Regions from separate parts of the Mus musculus genome. Here all the other regions are linked to region 1. Evidence: chromatin contacts called from public Hi-C data. All regions are on one chromosome and are shown on one strand. Each heading gives the region's core, a stretch centred on a gene start, on an enhancer-like site or on the middle of the called end of the contact. The rest is flanking DNA. Distances are from core to core; before and after follow the strand shown.

Region 1 (4,140 bases), core at 689-3,188:
GCCTGTAGGCAGGTTTGTGAAGAATGTTCTTGATTGATGTGAGAGGGTTCAGCCTCCTTGTGGGCGGTGCTACCCCTGGGGAGAAGGTTGCTGAACAAATCTCTGAACATGGTCTGCTTTAGTTTCTGTCCTGATTTCCCCTCATGAGGAACTTTAAGTTGTAAGGTTAAACATTTTTCCTCCCCAAGTTGTTTTTGGTCATGGTTTTAATCACAGCAATAGAAACTAACTGGAACATAGGGTAACTCCATTTAAACTTTTGATATATGTATATTTATATATTTTAAGGGACTTCCATGGCAGTAGCTGGCTTTTTCAAATCTGGTTATGCCTCTTAATTATTATTATTATTTTTTGGAATGTGTTGTGAGTGACTGTCTTCTATGTCAAGCAACTGCCCCATCTTGGGGCATTCAGCTGTGTTCCCCTGCAATATTTCATCTCAGCTAAGCTTGTTGGTGGTTTATGCCCCAGCATAGCAAGGCGATTCTTGCTGGAGTATGCAGCTACATCCAACTGCTTCCTCCCATCTGGGGACTCTGCATGTGGGTTAGGGGAGGGGTTAGTGTGTGTGTGTGTGTATCATTCAGAGATATAGTATATATGGAAATAGAAAGAGTATGTATATATAGTATATGTAGAAAGATTCTATATTCTCTATATCTCTGACTATACGTATATATACTTATTATGTATCAGTCAAGAAATACTAGATAGGGCTACAGGAAGCCCACACCACTGCTGGGTAAGGGTTATCAGGTACAGCTAGTTGGGGAAGGAGTCCCGTACCCTGTAAGTGACCTCTCACTTATACTCTGTAAGGAAGCTGTAAACTCATGGCTCTCTAGAGGGAGCTTTAGGTGGGTCACGTTTCCGTTGGTCATTAGGACTCTGAGAGGAGGACTACACAATGCTTTATGTCTCTCCCTGGGAGAGAGTTCTATCAACAGTATGGAACCACAAAAGATCCCGAAGAACCAAAGAAATCTACAAGAAAAATAAAGCAAGAAGCATTGTCTTACCCCCTTTACAAACATAACATAAACTGCATTAGCCCATAAGCAGCACTGTCATGGCATCACACAGAGCCAGACCAGGAGAATGGAACAGAGAGCCCAGAAATAAACCCATACATTTACAGACAGCTGATCTGACAAAGGTGCTAAAAACACACAGCAGAGAAAGAAAATCACTTCTGTAAGTGCTACTGGGAAAACTGTACGACTTCACAGCATGAAAACAGATCTGTGTCTCTCACCAGATACAAATATTCACTCAAAGTGTATGAAAGAAAGACTCAAACATGGGATCTCGAACTACAGAGAATGCATGGGAGTGTGCACAGAATTCCATTGTGTTGGTCTGGACTATGATGGTTTTGGATACTGGATATACTGCCTCATTTGGGGTATGAAGGAACAAAAGCAAAACTAGACCAAGGGGCATGTATCATAATAAAGACAGGTTCTACTTAGGGATTAAGGAATTACAAAGGAATTACAGAGTACAAAGAGATGTGGGAACATGTCTGCAAGTTCTACATTTACTAAGGACCAAATGTAAAAAATAGTAAGAGAGCAGCTATGACCCTTAACCTCAGCACTCCAGAAGCAGAGGCAGGCAGATAGATCTATGTGAATTTGAAACCAGCTTGGTCTACATAAGGAAGTCTACCTATGCTAGCCAGGGCTACATAGTGAGAGCCTGTCTCAAAAAATTATAAAAAACCCATCAGGATTGCTGTTATTAGAAGGGTGAAACTTAGTATGTGTTGGTGAGGCTGCAGAGAAAAGGAGCCATTGAGAATTCTCTAAAAAGTAAAAAATGAAACCCCACTGCTGGGTGTGTTTCCAAAGGAAATAAATACAGTATGTTTGTATCCCTGTACTTACTGCTGCAGCACAATGCTCAGTAGCTAATTCTCTATAATAGATAGAGGAAGTACAGGATATGCACACAGTAGAATACAATAGAGCATAAAACGCACAAACCCTGCTATTTGTAACTACATAGATGGTCACATGGGAAGTTGTACAAGTCAAATCAGCCAGGCACGGAGAGGCACGATTGCAGTAGTTCACTCACATGTACAGTCTAGCGTAGATTTCATAGGCACAGAAAAGAAAATGCGGATGGGATGGCTAGATGGCAGAAGAGATTGGAAGATGGTGGTCAAAGAACCCATAGCTATTAAATAAACAGTTCATCTGAGAGCCGCCGTACAGTGAGTAGTTAGTGACAATATGGAACATTCCTGAAAACTGACAAGAAAGCACACGTGTTATTATCACAGAATGATAACGAATGCATTTGTTAGTTAGCTTGATTCATCCATTCCACAGTGTGGCCATACTTCAAAACAGTATTTTATACATGAGACAGCCATACAAATTAATGTGCCCCTTAAAATCAGTAAGACTGAAGAGAGATTGGCTTATAAATTATAATCTAAGCCCAAGACAGGAAAGTCTGTTTGCACCAGAAAATTTCACAAGAGCCGACATCTAACTCTTCTTCCACACCCAGATGAATCCTGCCTTGCACACACAACTGTACTCGTCTTCTACGTGCAAGGCTTTGTCTAGGGAGTCACAGCCACAACTTGTGAAGCATCTCATGGGCCAGTCCTGTGCTGGCGTGTAAAGCAGCCATGATGGCTTCTACCTCGTACCCAGGAAACTGAGAGGCACGGAGGTAAAGGAACTTATCCAAGGTTGTACAATCTAGTGGGTAAGCAGGCAGGATGTAAACCCAGGACCCTTGACTTAGGGCTGAGAGTGACGGACAAGCACGTGGCTGTGACTGAAGCTTAGATGTGTAGAGGCCGTACAAAGTGTGTGAAATTAGTTACTGTTGTAAGAGTGTACGCAAGACAACCCCAGAAGTGCCATCTCGAGAGTATGTGAACAGCGGTCAGCTGAGAAATCCAGACACACACATGAGAAGAGACTGATGGTCTGCTGGTCCCCAGAACACATACACTGGGACACTAGGATGCAGTTCGTCTGTTTATGCTGTGGGTCTTGGGTACATTCATATGATGAGCACATTTAAACTGCCCCTGGAGAAACCCCAGGCAAAGGTCCAAAGGTACATACACACACACACACACACACACACACACACACACACACACACACAAAGTGCCCATTACACATTTTGGATAGTGCTAAACCCATCAATTACTGGATTGTCTACATACTGGATTAGCCTCCATGTATCCAAATCTGCCTACACAATCTGCCTATTTTGAGGAAGCACTGAAATCCACTCATTGTATCAGATGGCAACTCTCCAGGTAGCAAGGTGAAGCTGCCCATCATAAAGCTGTGACTACATCTACACTGGCATTTACTCTTTGTTCCTAAGGAGTAAGTCTCTGATAATGGGAAAAAATAAGGGTGGGAGGCAGCGAATCATTCTCCAATGACCCATAAAATTGTACTTAAAAAAAGGAATGCTCATCAAGTAGGATGAAGTGGTTAGAAATAGAAAACTAGTTCCTTTCCACTGCTGTTAACAAGCCCTGTGCCATCGCTGTGAAGGAAGTGGACGGATCTAGGTTAAAGCCCACTGGCCATTTAGGAATGTCCTAAGGGCATGATAAACAGTACTAAGCAACTCCATTGCTATGTGGCCCTGGAATACACAGCCCCGACTACGCAATGGTACTAGATCTTACATCAGGAGCAGATATGGCATTCCATGTGGGACTGAGACCGGGCAGGTTACAGGAACTAATCTTTTCCTGCTTTCTGTATCCTGCTGGCTCCTGACCTTAGCCGTAATTGGTACACAGGAGGCAGCAGCACCAACCTGTAGGCATCAGCTCTGAGAGTAGTAAGACCAGGCCACCAAACTCACAGTGACACGAGCAACACACTGACAGTGACAGGTTAGAATACTGACCCTTAGCCCTTTATTCCTTGGGGTTCTGACTTCCCACTTCTATGCAGTTAACAAAAGAAAGATGGGCTAATGAAAACTCAAGCAGCAGAGCATAGAGTCGATGCAATCTGAGGGATGGTGCGCTTATTACCTCCAAAGGAACCCATCTTGCTGCTGGGTGGAACATATGATAAGAAACACAGTTGGCCTGGAACATATATAAAAATGGGGGGGCGGGGGGAACCAGGACTT
Region 2 (4,140 bases), core at 1,134-3,633, 390 kb after region 1:
TTGGAATGTCAAAAGTATTGCCATTGTTTAGGGTAGGCAGCCATATTGTTAGGATTTCCTGGCTGCTTTTCTGCAGCCATCATATCCTGGTTCTCTGTCTTTCATCCTTACAGTCCAAAGTTCCTTACGATCTTTTCATCCCATCTCCCACAATGCTCTCTTATGTGTGGGAATTGTGCTGTAGATGCATCAACGGGAGTGGACCAGAGCATTCCTGTGTGGTTAGATGAACTTGAAGCTACAGTCAGGTTCCTCTCACTGTATCAGAGGTACACCACAGCACTTTCCAACTACCATTCCTATTAGTTTATGAACAGTCCACACCCTCAAAAGACCCAGTCTTCCTTATATCCGTGTGCATTGTGGTTTTGAACCACAATGAGGAATTTTCAAAAGAACTATGGAAAGAAATGCATTTAAAAGGAGATCCCAAAAAATAAAAAAATAATAATAATAAAAGGAGATTCCAATTGTTATAAGAGAGGCTTCATCCAGCAACTGACGGAAACAGTGGGCGCAGATGGATGCAGAGACCTACAGCCAAACATTAGTCTGAGCTTGGGGAATCCTACGGAAGAGGGGTCAAGGACACCATAGAAAAGTCCACAGAATCAACTAACCAGGGCTCATAGGGGCTCGTGGCGACTGAGGCAGCAGCTGGGGATCCTGATAGGTCTGACCTAGGTCTTCTGCATATATGTTATGTTGTGTAGCTTGGTGTTCTTGTGGGACTCCTAACAGTGGAAGTGGGGATGGCTGTCTCTGACTCTTTTGCCTGTTCATGAGACCGTTTTCCTCTTGCTGAGTTACCTTGTCCAACCTTCATAAGGGTTTGTGCCTAGTCTTGTTGTAACTTGCTATACCATGCTTGGTTGATATCCCTGAGATGCCCGTTCTTTTCTGAAAGGAAATGGAAGAATGGATCTGGGGCGTAGTGGGGATGGTGGGGAGGGATTGGGAGGAGGGAGCGAGGGGGAACTGCCATCGCGATGTAATATGTGAGAGAAGAATAGTTTAAAAAAAAAAAGGAGGTCTGGTCTAACATGATTTGGAAGGGAGTCACCTGATCTCATGAACATACCACCCACTTAATAAATATTCATTAAAATGGTTTTAAAACCCACAACACAGAACCCAAAGCACTTACTTAGTTCACCCTGACCATGGTAGTCTCTCTCTGGAGTATACTGTCCTTTCCTTAGCTATCTGTCTGGGCTGACTTCTTCATTCAATAACATAAGAAGCAAAAACCTTTGCTCGGTAACAACAGACCGACCCTTTTCCTGCTCCTTTTCCATTTCTTCCAACTTGTGCTTACGATGTATTATTAAGAATATCACCCAAAGCTTAGAGACAAGGCGAGATGTCTACAGGCCACTCAAGATTGCTCTCAAGTATTAGTTAGCAAGCTAACCTGAGATTCAGCTGAAGACCAGAGGAAGGAAACACCGACTTCCTAAATTTACTACCAAGGAAGCTGAGGTGCCGAGAGGTTAACACTCAAGTCGTGAACAGTGAGCAGTGGAGTTGACTTTAGAGGCCAGAGCCAAGTGCTTGCCGACCACTTTCCTGCACTCCTTCCCACTGACAGCGACCTTCATCACTGAACTTACCCATCAGCCAAGTGAGGAAGTTGGAAGGAATACCGTTACCCACTGCTAGCTGTAGCGCCTGCAGATAACGTTTTCTGTTAAAGGGAAGGGCAACTGTGTGACATCTCAGGGCGCACAGAAACCAATCCCAGGGGCCGCCCCAGTTCAATGAGGCTCATCCAGAATGCAGTGGCAGCTGACCTCAGGGAGAGTTTTGCTCTCACTGGAGACCTTGGTCTGCAAGACCTCAGGTGGACACTGCTTAATCCGTGGCTAGGTCTCCTGGGTTAACAAATGCTGTTTTCGGGAGATAATGGCTGAGTATTCTATTGACTTGCCTGTGCTCTTTCTCTTTGATAAGGGAGGAGGGCAAGTTCTGGGAGAGGTGTGGCTGAGGGGGTGGGGGAGGGGGAGGGGCCGGTCCATACACTGTAGCATTTGCGACAGGAGGGCTTAGCACTTCCTCCTGCAGCAACTTGACCTTCTGCAGCCCAGACAATGCTTGCTCGCTCCTTTAGATTTTTCTTTTTTTTTTTTTCTTGCTCATTTACCACAGCTGTTTGTTGTTTTCTTAAATGCTAAGCTTTTTATAGCTCTTCAGTTACTTATAAAAAGTATCAGTTATTCAGGCCATATGAGCACCATCTCAGTGCTGGTCTAATGAGCAGCCAGAACACTGAAGGCCTATTTCTGTCACTTCTATTTTTTCACGGCCTCCTGCCCCCTCTCCTGACTCTCACGACTTCCCTCTTTGGACTCGTGTGACTTCAGGATTTGGAATTCACTAAAGTGTTGGTCTTTGCTGTTTAGGAATAACTCGTCAGTGACTCACCTCTTAGTCTGTTTTTGGCTCTCCACTGTTAAATGGGGAATGGGGACCTCACCCTGCAAGCCACAGCTGCTTTCAGAGCTGTTGAGGGTCTCACACCTGCACGAGTGCACCTGTGTGCTCTAATGGTTGTCAAATTCCCACTAAGGATCTCACTAAACAAGTGATAACTTTCCAGTCCGCATCCTCTATGGAGAAGAGTGAGGGCTGGCCGCACGGCGAATCCTGGTAGGATCAGAGGAAGAAGCCTGGGAAAGGGTACAATCAAGAAAGGGGGGTTGTATATTTGAGGGAACTAGGCGATCTCTCTGGCTCTTGGGCGGGGTTTTTTTTCTTTTTTCTTTCTTTTTTTTTTTTTTTTTACAGTGATATCTGTGTGTTGTGCACACATTCTGTAACTGCTTCTTGTGATGAACATACATCTTTGGGGAAAATATTATGCACTTACTGGAAGATGACATCATTGTGAACAACATGGAGAGGACCCCTAGAAAAGCCAGAGTGTCCTGTAGGGACTCTGCCTAGCAACACCTGACCCACTATCTGGACTGAACATGATTAAGTCAGGGGTTTATTTTCAGGAAAAAAATATCCTCAGACTTGTTTTCTTGGTCCTGAAGGAGTTGAAGTGTCCCTTTAGAAAAGAGGACAAGTTACCTACTGTATATGTGGGATGCTATTGTAGAAATGAGTCCTCACTAACATGTTTTGAGATAGAAATCAGACCTTATTACAATTATTAGCACTGTCTCTGTCTGTCTGTCTGTCTGTCTGTCTCCGTGTGTGTGTGTGTGTGCAGCATTCTGCTGTTGTTATGTACGTATTTAGTTTTCCAATGCTCAGCATTAAGTTAGTTTGCAGTTATGTGTCTACAGAATGATGCCTAATATCTACTGAGCACACTCTACAGATCCCATTCATCTTTAACTCCACAAGCTCTGTGGTGGTGGTGGTGGTTGCTATCGTTTTAATTTTACGTGTGATGATGTTGAGACCCACAACGTTCCTACATGTAACAGAGGCAGGGTGTGAGTTCAGATTGACTGAGTCCAGCCAGCACTTAATTTTTTCACACTGTATTTCAAACACTGTCATATAGTTGCCTTGCCTGCTCTTTGAGACCTGGAACAAGGGAGCACCTGGAAGACATGGGCATCACGTTGAAACACCCACCACGGGGTGATAGTTCTGTGAATAAACGTGTAACAACACAAATAAAGTAAGAACTTGCTGAGACAGCATGTACGCTCAGGGGTAGCTAGGGTTTGTTGTTCTTTAAGCAGAGCATATCACATCTGGTTCTGGCAGCAGTTTTGAGATGCTTTACAGACATGTGTTCTGAGGTCTGCCTTCTGTGTGTGCATCACCTGAGCGAGAGGCCAGACCTGTCGGGGCTTCTCAAGGCCTTCAGTTCCACTTCATTCAGAAAGTCATGTTACTGACTTCAAAACTCTCATGGGTGACAGTAGTTCACTATTATCTTTCTCTAGCAACACTGGACTCAGCCAGCACTCCTGACTGCTATACTAGACCTCTCATAGTGAGTATGTGGTCCCACACTTATATTTTTCTATTATAGATTAATAACCTAAGGGATTTTTAAATAATTTAGGATTCAGATACCCATTCTCACTTGAAAATTATTCCATGATATTAAAATCTATTTATCTATTCTCTACAACCTGTGAATTCATCCATCCCACTGAATGCATAAAGCTA
Region 3 (4,140 bases), core at 815-3,314, 290 kb after region 1:
GTAGGTTCATGTGTGTCTACGCAGGGACCCCAAGGCTGACGCCTGGCGGCTCTCTCAATGTTCTCTACCTTCTATACTGAGGTAGAGTCTCTTACTGAATCCAGAGTTTGCAGTTTTTACTATGCTGGCTTAGCCAGCTTGCTCTGAAATCCATCTCTGCTCCCTGGGCTGGAACTGCAGGTGGGCTGTCACACCCACCCAGATTTTATGTGGGTTTTAGGGATCCAAACTTGAACTTCAGTCCTTCAGACAAGTACGTACATGCTGAGCCACCTCTCCAGTCTCTACTTTCATTTAAAATTTTTGAATATTCTCTCTTACTTTTTTCCTAGGTTAGGTAAGGATTGTTCCATTTTATTTTATTTTTTAAATAAAACTATTGGTATGGTTACTTCTATGGGTTTCCTGGCTTTTATTGCACTCTGATTATTATTATTTCCTCCCACTTATTTTTAGGCTTCATTTTTCTTTCTCTTATTCGTTTAGCTGAAATTTCAGATTGTTTATTTGGGCTTTCTCTGTCTTGAACGCAGGCCTGTGTTGGTGTAATCACTCCTTGTGGAGCATCTATCCTGCAGCTTCAAAGTCTACACTTCTGCTGTCATTCTCCTCAAGATATTCTCAAGTTTCCTTTCTGAGTTCTTCTCTATCAGTGGGTTGTTTGGGGGGGGCATGTTGTGTATTTTCTAAGGTTCTTTCCATTATTAATTCCTAGTTTCATACCCTTGTAGTCAGAAATAATACTAAGTCTAACTTTTATTTTCTTAAATATATTAACATTTGTTTTACAGCCTAACATAAAGCCTACACTAGAAATAGCTCTGTGCTCACTACTGGGGACTCGAAGTCTGCTGCTGAAAACAGAAAATTCTGTATATGTTCACCAGGTGCATTTTGTCCAAAGAGCTACAGCAGCTCACTCAACATTGTTCTCCTTGCTTTCTGTAAAGGTGGAAGGGCTACCTGCATGGCAGCTAGCATTCTCTTACGAATCCACACGTTTTGACTAAGTTCTTCATGTTAGGTTAGGTCTATAAACATACAGGCACTAAGAAAAGATTGTAAGTGTAAAATTTCTCAAGGATGAAAGCTAGAGACTGCAGGAGGTCCTGCCCACTGTTCCTAAGAGCACAGAAAGAAAAGGAAATGGATTTCAATACTGTTCTAAGAATGATCTGGTGGGGCCACGGGGAAGTCTTGAGCCAACACAACTCACTGGAAAAGTCATGTATCCCACAGCAATGAGTCAGCAATAAAAGCTCCTATTGTGTTCCATTATCAACTTGGAGAGTCTAGAGGCTGAGTGTGGTCTTAAAAACCTGTGCAGTGTGACTGTGGTAGGGTAACAGTTTCATCCCTCCACTGTGCTTCTAAGGAGACCTGAATGTATTAGTTGAATGTATCCCTTGACTATCCAGAACATACATTCCATGGATCTCTCATCCAATCACATATCCAGCTTTCAAACCTCACTTGCCTTCTCTTCTCATCTTTGTAAATCTGGATAGATCCTTTCTTCCTCTGATTGACCTCATGAGTGTTCGAGCAAATATGCCCTCAGATTTAATTTATTACAGACATCATTCCACTAATTTGTCTTCTTCCTCGTTGGTAGTCTCTCTCCTTTACAGTGCATACATGCTCAAAATTTCAACTTCAAAAACCAACATTAAAAAAACAAAAAACAAAAATCCCTGCCCATTTTGCTTTCTTTTCCCACACAGTATAAATGGAAGATCTTCCTTCTAATTTCCTACTCCTCACCAACTGCTCATGACAGTTCTATTCAACTTATTAACTTGGCAAATCCAGGATGGAATGCTTGGCCTCTGTGACACAAGCCTTCCTGAACACCCCCATCTTTAGACTCTCCTACCCTGAATGTTGGCATACTCCACCCCGAGTTTTCCTCTTCCCTTCACACAACTCCTTGGAAGGCTTCTCTGTCTCAGTCACTAAATGTCCTCTTCCTAGCACTTTTATCACTAATCTCTGTTCTACCACCCACATCAATCTCACACCCCAATCTCATGACCTACTGTACACCCATATCCTGGTGATATCACCCATGAAGTTTCCCCAGAGATCTGGACACTGTTCTCAGTCATTTCCTCTCTGTTGATGTCTGTGTTGGGCCAATCACATTTGAGGACTCTGTTCAACTGGTCCTTGGGACCAGTTTCATGTGGCTTTAGTCTGCATCCCTGTAGCCATTGCTTCTCCATGAACTTATAAAGGAGCAGAGTGATTGCCCCTCTGGCTCTGGATTCTAGTTCCTCTTCCTGTTGCAATGATACTATTTCTAAGCACACATGTAACCATGGAACTTCTTTGTTAAAAGGTCCTGAAATAAAAACAAAAAACAAAACAAAACAAAAACAAAAACACAGTTCTGTCTCCTGCTTATCAAACTTCCAAAGACGGGAAGAGTTTTAACTTCCAGTACTTTCTAACTTGCAATATGATTTTCCATCACACATTTAATGATAATGATGGGTCTACATATAAAGGACCTGATGATGACCAACAGATAAATATCTAGATGTTTTGCTAAAAGAAAAACCCTGAAATAGTCCCCCACTGAATACAACGTAAAAGACAATGACTTTGAAATGATAAAGTTTTAGGCTAATGTCTTTGGGACTTTCCTGTGGGCCCAAGCTCTAGTGACACAGACCATCAGAAATCCACACACTGTAACACGTGTATGTTTTCTGTTTCTGTGGCTTTGTGAGGGCCTTTTGCCCCACGAATGCCTTTTCTACCAGCCTTTTCCAACTGGGTGAGTCTCCTATACATCCTTTCGCTGTTCAGATGGGATTCATTCATTCAGTGATATCTTACTAGCCATCTCACCTCTGATGGAGCACCCCACCCTCACGTCACTACCCTAGGATAGTCAAGGGGTTTTTGTTTCCTATCTGTATCTGTTCATGGACTCTACCACACAATTCCAGAGTAGCAGCCTTCTCTTGTCCCTCTCTGAACAGCACGGACACAAAGTTGGCACTTAATGTTTACTTGCTGAAAGAATAAAAAATGAATGAGCCCAACCTCCCAACTTGAGTTTTACATGAGAAAATTTGTTTCTTAAAATCAGAACGGTCAGATCCGGCTGTAGCTCTCAGTAACAGTGGCTGTTATCTGGAATGTGCTAGGCTCTGGGACTCAATCCCCTGCTCTGAAACAAACAAACAGAGGGGATGCGGGTGGGATTCTCAAGGAGTAGCCAAAAACTATTATGCTGCCAACAGATATTACATGCGCGCACTGGTGGCAAGTTCAAGTAGTGACATCTGCAATTTCCACGTGCAAAGTGAGCACTTGGCCTTGCTGGAGAATGACTCCAGGACTCAACAGAGGCCTGCCACAAAGGCTGCTCAAGGGCTGTTATCCCCACACACACTTGCGCTCCCTCTTAGGACTTGCATAAACTAGAGTTCATGTTTCACACAGAGCTCTAACACAAATTGGAAACAGGAGCCCATTAAGTCAGGGAGAGGAAAGGCGAGCCTTTGATACACAAGAAACTTCACATGCATTTTACATTCAATGCTTTTAAAATCTGTTTACAGGACAAAGTACAAAAATTATCCTAAAAGTCATAGCTTATAAACTTGATATGCAAAACAGGAATTTAAAATTAGAAATGTCCATGGCCACTGAGTTGTAAAAGAGAAAAAAAAAGGAAAAGGAAAGAAAAAAATAAAATAGAGTTTCAGACTCTGGGATACACCTCACTGCTGATGAGTGACTGGCCAGCTGGCCCACTTTAATGCACTAGCAAACACAGCCACTGACTGGAAGTAAACTTCTCATTTGGGCCAACAGGATGAGAAACACTCTCTGCTTCTTGACATGACGGAAGATGTGCTTTTGTTCATAGTGGTACCTCGTGTGGCTGCCATCACAAAGATTAGTGAAATCGACCTTTTCCCAGTGTTAAAAGATAATTTTTGTTTTGTTTTGTTTTGAGACAGGGCTTATCTGTGTGGCTCTGGCTGTCCTAGAACTTACTCTGTAGTAAATTGTTGAGTAGTTCATTGATAGATACCAAATTTATCCTAGAGGGAACTAAATGGGAGGACTAATGACCTCGCTATAATCCCCACTTTTTTTTTTTTAGTTTAATCACAGCAC
Region 4 (4,140 bases), core at 1,060-3,559, 270 kb after region 1:
AATCCCAGTCCTGGTAGCACGGACATAGAGGGCCTATTCCTGGCCAGCTAGGCTAAGCAAATCACCAAGTTCTGATCGCTGAGTGGAAAAGGCTGTCTGTGTCTTGAAGGGACTGGGGCTAAATGTTAAAGCTGGAGACTATGTGGCCAGGAGCCTAGGCAAAGCTATTCTCCCTTACCCAGGAACATCAGGGAGAGTGTTTTTAAGGCCTGGGAGGAGTTTAAAGTACAAAAAAGTGTTTCAAAGTTAAATATTCATTTCCTACTACATGCTGCTAGGACCAAATGTATCTAACAGGCTCAGAGACATCCTGGTTCTCTGACTTCTCTGTAAGCCACACAAAATTCCCCAGCTGTTGGGCCCAGGATAGTTTATTTCCTTAGACTCCCTCTATTTCCTGCCACTTTAGATACCTCACAGAATGGTTCCTTCTGGTTTTAACCAGATAAGTGCTGAGAGCTCGCTGTGACACCACTACTCTCGGTGAGCATGTTTTGTATTGCAAGAGCATCTAGCCATATCTATTGGGCTTGTAGCATGACAGAGCTTGAGAGAACAGAAATGTCTCCCAGAACAACCCCTCCAAACCACCGAATTACACCACAGTCCCTTCTTGCCAACTTTTCTGAATGAACCTGTTAGGAAATATCAAGATCTACCGTGTGTTCTGGCCACAAACCCTCTGACAAGGAAGAAGGCTATAGAGAAGGTTAAGTCCAGAGCAGAGCGCCATTGAGACAGAGACTGAAGGCTCTGAAAAAGGTGTGTGTTAGGGGCGTGGGGGTGTGGGGGTGTGTGGAATGATCACAGAATAAAGTGGAACACCCAACAAGGTCTTGCAGGGACAGCCAATGAGTCTGAATTTAAAAAGCAATTGGTCATGCATTAATACTTAATGGGCCTCATTACTGTTTAGACTAAATCAAAGCAATAGATATCTTCCTTAGTCAAATTTATTTATGCTAAGCACAAAATAATATTCCTTATAAATCTATGGAATTTTCATAAGTCTTAAATTCTTCCCAGGGAAATGTAGCTCCCTCTGTCAATTATCCATCTATCCACCCATCACAGGAACAAAAATTCAAGGAACTCCTTAAAGCATGCAAAGAAAAATTATGAAAAGACACACACCAGCCAGATACATTTCAGGAGTGGTTGCCATAGAAACTCGTCAGTAGGTTTCATTTTTAGAGTTGTGCCTTTTGATAAAATAGTAAGTTTCTTGGAGTATTACACACACACACACACACACACAAATAGCACAACTGCTGATGCCCAACTAAAATGCTTTACAACTACTTATTTAAACGAGTTCTCCTTTTAGGATGCCAATTATCTGTAAAGAAAACAATCCACCCTAATGAGCTGGCTGCCAAGGCTCACTCTTCCTCACTCCTAGGTATTTCATATTGAGTAGAAGCTGAAGTGCGGCTGGTGTAGGCATGAAGAGGTCAGGTACTTGTCAGGAACCTAAGAAAATAAGACCTGGTGTCGAGAGGCTCCTGACAGCTTTCAGCCACTGGTGCTAACATCTTCCAGGCTATCTGGACAACTGCTTGCTTGTTCAAAGGCTTTATTAGTTAGGTCTCCCTTTTCTATGACAAGGTGGCTCTCCATCACCTGTGAGAAATGATACTATGTTTCATCTTGGGGGAAGATACTGTAACACTGCCACTGTACAGAGCTCAGCCACTATCTCCTTTTCATTTGTATTAAACAACTGCTTGCTGTGGGTCTGAGTTCAGAAAGCACATACTGCACTTCCCGTTCTGAAAATTAAGGAAATTACACATTCTAACATAGAATCAGAACAGTAGTCACTAATTCAGACACTACTTTTCAAGTACAGGCAGCAGGTTAGTTATCACAATGCATTTTTTTTTCCTGATCAAAAGGCATCTGTGTTTGTAGATGAGGGCCAAAATAATCTTTGGATTACAATCAATAGACAATCATCGCATCTGACGTGTGCCAGGAGGGGCCTAACAATTGCTTAACCTGGCCTGTAAAGTATCTTTGAGTCATAAGCCTGGCAATCTCTGAAATGGGGGCTGCTGGGTTCCGTTTTCTATCAGCTGGGAACACCCTGGCTTCAGACCAAGAAGCCAGTCCTCTCTAAACAATAAAATCAGCAACCATCCTGACTTCCTAGACACACGAAGTAAATCACATTAGCAGCTGAGGAGAGGCGATGAACTTTCTGTTTGAAGGGCAACTAGCCAAGAAAACAAGGAAGGATCAACTGAAAATGTCACGGCAGAGCCTGAGCCAGGTGCTGGCTCTAGAATGACTGACAGGTCCCTGTGAAGAATCCAGGGAGCAGAGCTACCACTCTGAAGCAATACCGAGCTCCCTTTTCCCCTTAAAATGATACAAGTTTGTGTACACATATTTTAACAATTTCTGGCAAAGTGCACGTGTGTATCTATGGTTAGATATGACTAAGAAATTTTATCTGTATGACTAAGAGATGATGGTTATCTCTGGAAGGATCAAAGGTCGTGTTTGTTTTGATATTTTCCCTAGGCTCAGCACTGGCATTCATGATCTCTTACAGAAAGGAAGATAAGCGCACACACACACACACACACACACACACAGAGTTTTTTTTTTTTTTAAAAGGTCAACTATGGGATAAGAATTAGTCAAACAGTGGCACTAGGAAAACAATCAAAGCAGTCCCTGAGTGTCTGTGGGGACTCGTGAATGTCCAGTTCCAAGAAGGCTCAAACGCCTTATATAAAATGGCCCGACATCTGCATGTAACCCACAAATCCACCTGTGAACTTTAAATGCGCTGCAGAGTCCTCACAAGGCTAACATAATGTAAAAGCCACGTAAACAGCCATGCCATCCTGCCTAGGGAATGACAAGGAAAGCAGGGTCTGTGTATGCTCAGCACAGATCAGTTTTTCCCAAACATCTTCAAGTTCATTGTCTATATCAGGGGATGTGCAGCCCATCAGATACAAGCGGATGTGGCAGATCAAACCTCTATTTCATTCCTGGTGGGCAAAACAGTGACACAAACAGTACAGAAAAGGGAAAAAAAGAAAAAGAAACAGAGGAAGTATTTCCAAAATGCAACAGGAAATCTGAAAATAAGTATGAATGAATATTTTATACTGAGTTAAATATTTTTAAATTAATCTTATAGGTCACAAGTGTACATTAATTTTAAAAGTTCCTTATGTACTAATTATGGCTTAGGTCCAAATATAGTTTAATATAAGATATGTTGAAGTCAATCAAAGGATATTGTTTGGAGAATTCATTTCGCCTCACAAAAGAACCTGCAGTGGGTTGTAAAGCAATTCTACCCACAATGCCCTATGTTCCTCGTCTTAAAGAGGTAAACAAGTTGCACGAAGTTTTTTGAATTTTTAATTTTTAATTAACTTTATTACAAAAACTTGCAAATAAATATCACAGACCAAAAGGGACCAGAGCCAAGCTCTTTACATTCCCATGAACTTGGATACACTTAGGAAAGCATTCCGAAGCGGGAGAGCTTCGCGTTACATTTTACACTTTCACTAGGGACTAATTTCAATGCGAATTTTTAAAATATTTATGTGATAATTAACTTTTCAAGTGTTAAGAATACTTTGGTTGGCTTAGGACTAAATCCATACTGAATTAATATTTCTCTAACTACCTTGATATTTGATTGATTATATTAAGAAGAGAACACACAGACATTTGTTCCTTCTTTAGCCTCTCTATAATGTAGGAGATGCTTACAAGGCTCTTAAGCTAAAGAAGAGAAACCATAACTTCAAATATCCCAAAGTTTCATTACAGAGTGAGCAAGCACTGACTCCCGAAGACATGGTCTACGTTAGCCCCTCAGCAGGCAGACGCCCTCTTTGAGAAGTAGTCGGAATGATCGATCATCCACCACACTAGCTTTGCCTTGCAAGGTCTGTGCCCTTCTCTCCTGAATCACAGATATCTGCAGCCTAAAAGATGGAAGCCAAATGTCAGGACTGCCTTCTGCCAAACATACTTGAGAAGCCAGATGGCTAACCACTAAAATAATATACTATTTCCAAAGCCAAGAGTGTAATACATTTGAATCTTATCACTTCTCCATATAGAACTCCGTTTGGAACATTGAGACTTAACTAGATGAGC

The links. A called contact is a pair of places that touch in the nucleus more often than the background predicts.
Region 2: a Hi-C map of bone marrow-derived macrophages shows a contact between it and region 1, with 18 read pairs. The contact joins two enhancer-like sites. A contact is called at or near these places in 55 of 484 Hi-C or Micro-C datasets (the 63-12 cell line, the AML12 cell line, B cells and 37 more), 14 of 115 datasets of contacts at active chromatin or transcription factors (the 230-238 cell line, CD8 T cells, bone marrow-derived dendritic cells and 7 more) and 1 of 9 other capture datasets (embryonic stem cells).
Region 3: a contact with region 1 is called in a Hi-C map of bone marrow-derived macrophages, with 17 read pairs. The contact joins two enhancer-like sites. A contact is called at or near these places in 2 of 15 datasets of contacts at CTCF or cohesin (the NIH/3T3 cell line and stem cell-derived epiblast-like cells), 42 of 484 Hi-C or Micro-C datasets (the 63-12 cell line, B cells, the BV-2 cell line and 27 more), 28 of 115 datasets of contacts at active chromatin or transcription factors (the 230-238 cell line, CD8 T cells, DN3 thymocytes and 19 more) and 2 of 9 other capture datasets (bone marrow-derived macrophages and embryonic stem cells).
Region 4: a Hi-C map of bone marrow-derived macrophages shows a contact between it and region 1, with 20 read pairs. The contact joins two enhancer-like sites. A contact is called at or near these places in 2 of 15 datasets of contacts at CTCF or cohesin (the NIH/3T3 cell line and stem cell-derived epiblast-like cells), 7 of 484 Hi-C or Micro-C datasets (CD4 T cells, CD8 T cells, bone marrow-derived macrophages and 4 more) and 8 of 115 datasets of contacts at active chromatin or transcription factors (CD8 T cells, Th2 cells, double positive thymocytes and 5 more).

What each region holds. Positions count from the first base shown.
Region 1 is chr4:32,553,614-32,557,753 of GRCm38.p6, reverse strand. All of the region lies in intron 2 of Bach2 (BTB and CNC homology, basic leucine zipper transcription factor 2), which reads right to left. Among named protein-coding and RNA genes, the nearest start is that of Bach2os, 16 kb to the left of the region's middle. Within about 2 kb of position 1,938, at least 10 of the 459 cell types and tissues checked have an H3K27ac peak or open chromatin away from gene starts, as enhancers often do. A contact at or near this core is called in B cells, bone marrow-derived macrophages and microglia, where this site is marked.
Region 2 is chr4:32,168,449-32,172,588 of GRCm38.p6, reverse strand. The region is part of intron 1 of Gm42266 (a long non-coding RNA gene); the gene reads left to right. Among named protein-coding and RNA genes, the nearest start is that of Gm52717, 9.6 kb to the right of the region's middle. Within about 2 kb of position 2,383, at least 69 of the 459 cell types and tissues checked have an H3K27ac peak or open chromatin away from gene starts, as enhancers often do. A contact at or near this core is called in B cells, bone marrow-derived macrophages and microglia, where this site is marked.
Region 3 is chr4:32,266,140-32,270,279 of GRCm38.p6, reverse strand. It overlaps a transcript of Bach2 not described here. Among named protein-coding and RNA genes, the nearest start is that of n-TGccc3, 38 kb to the right of the region's middle. Within about 2 kb of position 2,064, at least 12 of the 459 cell types and tissues checked have an H3K27ac peak or open chromatin away from gene starts, as enhancers often do. A contact at or near this core is called in bone marrow-derived macrophages, where this site is marked.
Region 4 is chr4:32,286,485-32,290,624 of GRCm38.p6, reverse strand. It overlaps a transcript of Bach2 not described here. Among named protein-coding and RNA genes, the nearest start is that of n-TGccc3, 58 kb to the right of the region's middle. Within about 2 kb of position 2,309, at least 83 of the 459 cell types and tissues checked have an H3K27ac peak or open chromatin away from gene starts, as enhancers often do. A contact at or near this core is called in bone marrow-derived macrophages, where this site is marked.